Linked DNA regions of Macaca mulatta: region 2 is linked to region 1. A link is a contact called in public Hi-C data. All regions are on one chromosome and are shown on one strand. Each heading gives the region's core, a stretch centred on a gene start, on an enhancer-like site or on the middle of the called end of the contact. The rest is flanking DNA. Distances are from core to core; before and after follow the strand shown.

Region 1 (4,174 bases), core at 561-3,060:
GTCCACGTCTTCTTGTTTCTTCCGGGATCCGGCGGAGGATGGGGCGGGGCCGGGCAGGGGGGGTCCCTGTCCCACGCCGGGCGCGCCGTGCCCCGCGTCTCCCCAGAACGTGGCTGTCGCGCGGCTGCACAAGTTTTCGCCTCCCTCGCTCGGCCGCTGTTGTTGTGGTCGCCATGGCGACGGGTCGCGGTTTTATTTTTAATAGAGGCCGGCGATTAGAGAGATGCCTGCACCGCTTTCGCTTAAGCTCTGCGTCCCGCGGGTGAAGCACCCACGCCCCGCCCCAGCCCCCGCCTCGCTCCAGCGCCCCTTCCACGTTCCCAGGTGGCCCTAAACTCTAGCTGGGCGCACCCGTAGCTCCAGGCCGGGCAGGGAAGCCCAGGGAGGCAGCCATCTAGGCCCTCAGAGGCGGCGAGGACCTCCAGGACCCCGCAAGCTGGGAGGGACGGGTACCCCACCCCCAATACAACGCGACCTTCCTCCTTGCTTTCCACACCGTCACACCAAGTACTGTAACCCCACAGAGGTGACCTCGGGGCCCCTCTGCCCGGAGGAGTCCGAGGCCCAGGACAGGATACACGCGACTCCAGGATAACTGGCCGAGGAATGAGGCCGGGGTCCGGCCTGCGTCCTGACTCTGCGAGTCCGGCTCCTTCCAGAAGCCATCCAGTGGGTGTCCCCTCCCGAGCGGCCCAAGTTCCCCCTGGAGGGACCTGGCTTTCAGGGGCTTCTCCACGTTTCCAAGGCTCTCCTGGTTCTGTCCCGGTCCCGCTTGGTCCTGACCACCCAGAGGGCGTGCTTGACCGCGGGGGTCACGGTGTGGGACTGCAGACAACGGAAGGGAGAAACCTGGGGAGGGGGCCTGCAGGTGTGTGGAAGGGCGCGTGTAGAAGCGACCCACTGGGAGCGGAGGGAGAGGCCCCTCCCCCCTGATACTGGGGGGAAGGTGAGCGCCCCCGAAGCGCTCTCTGGACTCGGCCTTTGAAATGCTAGAGCTGGACTAGCTGGGGATGAAAGACCGCCCGCAGGGCTGCGCCTTAATGGCCTTTGTCTGGAGGGAGGGCGACCGCGGCGGGGGCAGGGGTTTAATCCACAGGGTTGGGGGTGACGGCTGGGACGGGCTGAATTCTGCTTCACTGCCCACCCACGGGAGCGTCTCCTGGTTTCCAGGGGCCTAGGCCGTCTAGCCTCGGGGTCTGCACAGCGCGCCACCCTGCTGGACCCAGTAGGAGGGCGCGTAGATCCCCTGGGAGGGCACTGGAACCGTAGTCAGGGTCCAACTCCTCCTGGTCTAGGGAGGCGAAATCCATCCCGCCCGGGCACACCCGCCCTTTCTCGGCGTGGGAGCCGTCTAGCCACGCTCAGACCTCGGCCTCCGCGCGCGTTCCTCCCCCGCATCGCGCTCTGAGCTGCGCCTCGGCCGGAGGTGGCGCTCTGTGCGCCCCGCGGATCCCGACGCGGGAGGCTCAGAACCCGGGGGACCCTCACCCGTGGCTCCTTTCCCTTCCATCCCCTCGACTTCCCGGCTCAGGGCGCGGCCCTGCCTTCGGCGCGGGAGTGGGGGACTGGGGGGCGCGGGTCCCAGGGTGGGGACGAGGCGGGCTGCAGGCCGGTCCCCCGACCGGAGCTCGCTCCCAAGTGGAAATGTGGGTGGAGGGTCCTCATTCAGATGCCCCAGGCTTCGGATCCTGGGCGGGGGCGCATGGCAGCCGCCAGGTGAGTGCCCCAAACCCGCCCCCGTCCTTCCCCAAAGACTGACTCCCCCTCCTTTTATGGAGAGGGTAAGGCTGGGGCCCTGGATCCGAACCGTGGAGAGCGGCCGGAGCGCCGGGGCGGGGGCGGGGACCGGCTCTCTCGCCCTTTTTGGCGCAGCAGCTCTGGGCGCTGCCCGCTGCCGCCGCTGGGGCCCGAGAGAGGCGAGCCGGCGACGGCGGCGCTTCTGCGGCGGCCTCCTCCCTCCCCACCCGGTGCCGCAGGATTGCAGCTGGCACTGGAGGGTGGGCAAGCTCGAGGGAGGGGCGCGGAGCCCCGGCGCGGAGCCGGGCGCGGGGCTTTGATGGATTTAGCTGCTTGCGCGAGCGCGTGTGTGCTCCCTGCCGCGGCGGCGGCGCCCGGGCCCTGCCGGGTCCGCACGAACCCCGCGCGCTTCCGAGGTGCGGGTCCTGGGCCCGGAATCCGGGGGAGGCGGGGGGGGGGGGGCGGGGGAGGGGCGCGGCGGCGGCGCTATAACCCTCTCCCCGCCGCCGGCCGGCTCCACACGCGCGCCCTGCGGAGCCCGCCCAACTCCGGCGAGCCGGGCCTGCGCCTCCTGCTCCTCCTCCTCCTCTTCTCCCGGCGGCGGCTGCGGCGGAGGCGCCGGCTCGGCCCTGCGCCCGCCTTCAGGCCGGCGCGGGCGGCGCAGCGAGGCCCCGGGCGGGTGGCGGCTGCCAGGCGGCTCGGCCGCGGGCGCTGCCCGGTCCCGGCGGGCGGAGGGCGGAGCGCGGCGCCGGAGCCGAGGGCGCGCCGCGGAGGGGGTGCTGGGCCGCGCTGTGCCCGGCCGGGCGGCGGCTGCGAGAGGAGGCCGGAGGCGAGCGCGGGGCCGGCGGTGGGCGCGCAGGGCCGCTCGCAGCTCGCAGCCGGGGCCGGGCCAGGCGTCCAGACAGGTGATCGGTGGTGGTGGCAGCGGCGGCGGCGGCCCCAGCTTCCCTCCGGAGTTCTTCTCGGGGCTGATGCCCGCAAATATGCAGAATTACCGGCCGGGTCGCTCCTGAAGCCAGCGCCGGGGAGCGAGCGCGGCGGCGGCCAGCACCGGGAACGCACCGAGGAAGAAGCCCAGCCCCCGCCCTCCGCCCCTTCCGTCCCCACCCCCTACCCGGCGGCCCAGGAGGCTCCCCGCGCGGCGGGCGCGCACTCCCTGTTTCTCCTCCTCCTTGCTGGCGCTGCCTGCCTCTCTGCACTCACTGCTCGCGCCGGGCGCGCTCCGCAAGCTCCGTGCTCCCCGCGCCACCCTCCTCCGGGCCGCGCTCCCTAAGGGATGGTACTGAATTTCGCCGCCACAGGAGCCTGGCTGGAGCGCCCGCCCCGCGGCCTCGCCTCTCCGCCGAGCCTCCAGCGCCTCGGGACGCGATGAGGACCTGGGCTTGCCTGCTGCTCCTCGGCTGCGGATACCTCGCCCATGCTTTGGCCGAGGTTGGTGCCGCCCCCGCGCCCCGTCCCTGCGCCGGCTCCTCCGGCGCACACCCCCCGCTGGCTGGGGCGCCGCGGGCTCTGCAGAGAGCGTTTTGGTTTCTGCTAGGGTGGTCGATGTTTAAATTTTCCCAACTGGTTTCTATTTTCTGCCATGCCTAAGTGTGTGTGGGGAGTTTCCAGCGTGTTGCGTCGCTTACTCTGCCTTGGAGGGACAGGGGAACAGCGAGGTGGACGAGTGGGGAGAAACTTCGGGGGGCGCAGGGTCCTCTCCGGGGAAGGGAAGCTGGGGCGCAGCGGGCGCTGCAGCAGCGGGGTGCGGGGAGTGGGGAAGGGGGTGTGTGTATGTGTGTGTGTGTGTGTGTGAGCCGGCGAAGCCTGGGGAGGAGAGAAGGGCGCCTGATAAACAGGTAGGGGCGGCTGCTGCGGAAGCCCCTGGCCGGGCAGGGTAGGCAGCGCCAAGCCACAGCCCCCGGTTCCCAGTCCCCAAGCCCGGCGGGGCGCAGGGCCGGCGCAGCCCGCCCGGGCCTGCTTACAGGTGGCTGAGCCAGGCGAGCTGGGGCCGGGCCAGGCGTCCGCACCCTCCCACCGCGGCGTCCCCGCCCCCCCATCCTCATCCCCATCCCCGGGAGCTTTGCTGTGATGAATGACTTTCCACAGCCCCCGTCGTGGGAACTTAGTGCTTCAGGCTCTCCAGCGACCCCCGACTCTCCTTAAAAATCGGGGAGGGGAGTGGGGGAGGCCAGAGGTGAGGGTGGTCTCCGCAGGGCCAGGAGAGCTGTGCGAGATGGAAGTTTAACCCTCGCTTTCCCTGGAGGTTTCTGGATTTAGGCGTCTTAGTCGGCGCTAGGGCCGCGGCTGGGCCGGAGCCCGGGGTGGGGCGAGTGTGTGAGTGAGATGTGTGTGCGCGTGTGTGTGTCTGCGCGCGCGTGCGTGTGTTTGTGAGACGGAGAGACCTCTCCACGGGTTCGGCCCGGGATTCCGGGGCGTGAAATTTAAGCCCTGCCTG
Region 2 (4,174 bases), core at 564-3,063, 210 kb before region 1:
GCCCAAGGCTCTTCCCGAGCTCCACAGGAATTCTGGACCATGTGAAATCCAAAGTTAACCAACGTGGAAATCTCGGCATTTCCCCAAGTCCAGCTTTTCCTTTACTTCTGGAACCTATTCTCCATGCAGCTGCAGTGATCTTTTAAGAACCTGAACTCGGGTCTACTACTCCTATTGACACCCCCTGCACTTTCCACTACATTCAAATCATCATTGGGATATCACTGGGACGGCCTGAGCTGGCCAGATCTCTCACTGCTTTCCTGCTCCCTACAGCCCACCGATTTATAGCATCAGTGTTCCCCTCTCTGGAAAGCTTTCCCGCCAGCAGGAAGCCGGCGCCTGCTATCATTCCACATCCCAGCCAGAGGAGGGAAAGGGCAAGGCCCTGCAGGAATGGCCAGTTAAGGAAACAGAACGACCAGATCAGATCAGAGCTCTAAAAATGATGCGGAACGTTATAAAGTGGAGGGGAGAAGCGGCCTCCTTCCACTTAGGACAGTGGTCCAAACCAGAAAGGGAAGGCAGTGGAGTAGGATGAATGGGACAGAAAGTGAAATGATCAGAGCAGAGTCTCAGCGTGTCTCCTCAACCAGATGCAAGTCCTGCAAGCCCCCAGAGGGAAGGAAAGGGGGCAGCTATCGGGGCACACACCACCCCAAACTGCTTAACAGGAATTTCCGCGGTGGTTTCCAGGGATCTGGATAGGAGAGCTGGCTCGTGGGCCTGGGTGAGGGGGCTCAGGCAGGGAGGAGGGTGGGGGGTGAGGGTCGCGGGACGGCGGGATGCAAAGAGGAGGACGGCAGAGGATAGGCAGGTAGAGGGGGCACAGGGAGCAGGCAGGTGGGGGCGGGGCTTGGGGCGTGGAGGGTGGAGGCGGGGAGCGGGGGACACGAGTGACGTGAGTGAGGGCCAAGCAGGAGCAGGTGGCAGCGCAGGCAACAGGTACGTGGGGGTAGAGGGCAAGGGAGCGGGTGAAGGGCACGTTGGTGGCGGGACGTGAGGCAGGGGACGCAGTGGTGGTGAGAGGAGGGGGCCGGGCGGGGTCTTTGGGGCAGGCGGGTGGGGGACGCGGGCCATGGGGGTGGCCGGGATGTTGTGGGGTGGGGCCGAGCCGCGGGGGTTGTGAGAGGGGCCGTGGAGGTGGAGGTGGGGGTGAGAGTGTGGGGTGTGCGAGCGGGGCCCGGGGTGCTCACCGGGCGTGGCCTGCGCCAGGGCGGCCGCGCAGCTGCAGCTCTCGCGGCGCACGGCGGCGAAGGGGTCCAGCAGGGAGCAGCGCAGCGCGCGCAGAGCGTCGTCCAGGTGGGGCGCGAGCGCGGCGCCGCACAGGTCCACGGCCAGACCCAGCAGCTGCACAAGGGCCAAGCGCAGCTCCTCGCAGGCCTCGGGCGGGCGGCGCGCGGGCTCGGGGCTGGCCAAGCGCGCGGCGAGCGCGGGCAGCAGGCGCGGCAGGGCATCGCGGGGCCGCGCGGCGCGGCGCAGGCCCAGACCCAGCAGGTGCACTGCCAGCGCGCGGCAGCCCTCGGCGGGGTCGCTCAGGCAGCGCAGCAGGCGCGGCAGCAGCAGGCGCGCCCAGGGGCCCTGGAAAGCGGTGGGGTCGGCGGCAGGGCCCGGCTCCTCCAGCGCGCGCCGCAGGGCCTCCAAGGCGCGCCGCCGGCCCGGTTTGCTGTCGGCCTCCAGCCCCGGCAGCAGGCGGCTCAGGGCGCGGCTCAGCTCTGCCGCCTCCGCCATCTCGGCCCCCTCAGCCGGGTGTGAGGCCGCCACGGCCTCCGCCACCCCCGGCGCCGCCATTTTGCTCGCGTCGCCGGTCACTAAGGGGAACGGCGCTTTCGCGACGCTCGGCGCGGATTACGGCAGCACTTCCGGTCCGCGCTGGGGGCGGGGCGCCGAGCTCCTTCCTCCCAGCAGGTGCGCACGTGGGCCTGGGCCCTCGTCCGGCGGTGCTCGCCTGCTGTCCCGCGCTGTCGCAGGAGCCCCCGCCAGCCGGCCTGCTGGGCCTTACCCTGTCCCCATTGCGCAGATGGGAAGGGTCTCGGGAGGGTGCAGCTCGCCTGGGATGCGGGCCCCGGGCTATAGGCCTGGTCCTGCCCCTAGGGAAGCCTGCCCTGCGGCCTGGAGTGCTTGGAGAAGGAACCTGGGTGCCCTGCATCGGTCCAGGGTAGCCGGGAAACCCCTTTTTGAGCCGTCTAGAGCCCCTCTGGCTTTGGGAAGGTCCGTTCCAGGAGGGAAGGGCGCTGGTTCTGTGGACTGGATCCCCCCTGTGGTGTAAGACGGGTTCCTGGTCTGGGCTTCACGTGCAACCTGTGATTTGATCTCAGGTGTAGCCGCCCAATAGGTTCGCCTTACTCGCTGCCCAGGTGGAGTCAATTTATCAAGACAGGGGAATTTCAATAGAGAGTTTAATACATGCAGAAACCGGCTAAACGACACCAGAGCTTTATTACTCAAAGCAGATTCTGAAATTCCTGAGACGGGTCATTTAAGGATAATTAGGCAGGTAGGGGGCCAGGGAGAGGGCGGTGCTGATTGGTTGGGTTGGAGATGAAACAGTGGAGCGTCAAAGTTGATTCTCTTGCTGTCTTCTGTTCTTGGGTGGGCTCACAGAACTGGTTGAGCCAGATTAGGGGTGTGGGTGGTGGCAGCTGGTGCATCAGAATGCAGAGCCTGAAAAATATCTCGAGCACCAATCTTAGAGTTTACAATAGTGATGTTATCCTAAGGAGCAATCCGGGAGGTTTGGGATCTTGTGGCCTCTAGCTACATGACTCAAACCACAATTTCTAATCTTGTGGCCCATGTCTTAGTCTTACAAAGGCATTCTGGTCCCCAGGCAAGAAGGAGATTGGCTTCAGGAAAGGGCTGTTATCATCTTTGTTTCAAAGTTAAACTGTAAACTAAGTTGCTCCTAAAGTGAGCTTGGCCTACTCCCAAGAAATAACAAGGCAGCTTGGAAATTAAAAGCAGGACAGTGTTTCACAGTAGTGACTTTGAGTATGGACTTGAGTGGAGACAGAGGTGCCTAAACAGCTTGGCGGCGGAGTTGGTGCGAGCCCAGCCTGGAACGGGAATTTGACAGCACTCACTGCAAACCAGGAGTCCCCAAGTCTGGTTAGCCAGGCACTTCTCATCTGTGACGGTGCACTCAGTTTTCTAAAAGCAGAATGTGTGTAATTTTAGGACTGAACTTCAAGTTTGACCTTCTTTTTTGTTGTTGATCTTCGTGTTGCAAAATGGTGTTGTTCATCAGTACCTCTTTATTTATTTATTTATTTTTGAGATGGAGTCTTGCTCTGTCGCCCAGGCTGGAGTGCAGTGGCGCGTTCTCCGCTCACTGCAAGCTCTGCCTCCCAGGTTCACGCCATTCTCCTGCCTCTGCCTCCCGAGTAGCTGGGACTACAGGTGCCTGTCACCACTCCTGGCTAATTTTTTTGTATTTTTAGTAGAGATGGGGTTTCACCATGTTAGCCAGGATGGTCTCGATCTCCTGACCTCGTGATCCACGCGCCTCGGCCTCCCAAAGTGCTGGGATTACAGGCATGAGCCACCATGCCCAGCCCATCAGTACCTCTTAAATGTCGATATGTAGCATATTCAGTAACATTCTTAATTCATTGTTTCCTCCAACAGGCATTTGTTTGACCAGGCACTATCTGTAACACATGGGACAGGATGACAATGATGTAGAAACTGGCCACGGTCCCTGCTTTCCCAGATCTTATCTTGCAGGATGAGATAGCCCTTAATGGAAAGATAAATTAATATGTGTTTAACCACAGTGGTCCCGGGAGAATGAGTGTCAAGGGATGTTGAACTAGACTTGTAAGGCTTCCCTGAACAAATGGTAGCAGAGGCAAAATATGAAGAATAAGTAAACATGGTATATTAGTCCGTTTCCATGCTGCTAATAAAGACATAGCCAAGACTGGGTAATTTATACAGGAAAAGGTTTAGTGGACTTAGAGTTCCACATGGCTGGGGAGGCCTCACAATCATGGCTGAAGGCAAGAAGGAGCAAGTCACATGTTACATGGATGGCGGCAGGCAAAGAGAGACAGAGAGCTGGTGCAGGGAAACTCCCCCTTATAAAACCATCAGATCTTGTGAGACTTATTCAATATCATGAGAACAGCACAGGAGAGACCCACCCCCATTATTCAGTTACCTCCCATTGGGT

The links. Hi-C and Micro-C count contacts between places; a contact is called where the count stands out from the background.
Region 2: a Hi-C map of fetal cortex germinal zone shows a contact between it and region 1, with 1.7 times the contacts expected there. The contact joins the promoter of DNAAF5 here to the promoter of PDGFA in region 1. A contact is called at or near these places in 2 of 14 Hi-C or Micro-C datasets (fetal cortex germinal zone and fetal cortical plate).

Annotation. Positions count from the first base shown.
Region 1 is chr3:34,454,835-34,459,008 of T2T-MMU8v2.0, reverse strand. It overlaps PDGFA (platelet derived growth factor subunit A), which reads left to right and starts at 1,810. Exons shown (of 9, transcript XR_013414996.1): 1 at 1,810-2,153; 2 at 3,039-3,168.
Region 2 is chr3:34,668,574-34,672,747 of T2T-MMU8v2.0, reverse strand. DNAAF5 (dynein axonemal assembly factor 5) reads right to left here and starts at 1,813. Exons shown (of 13, transcript XM_028845424.2): 1 at 1,197-1,813. The coding sequence starts at 1,791. PRKAR1B (protein kinase cAMP-dependent type I regulatory subunit beta) reads left to right here. Exons shown (of 12, transcript XM_028845428.2): 2 at 873-945.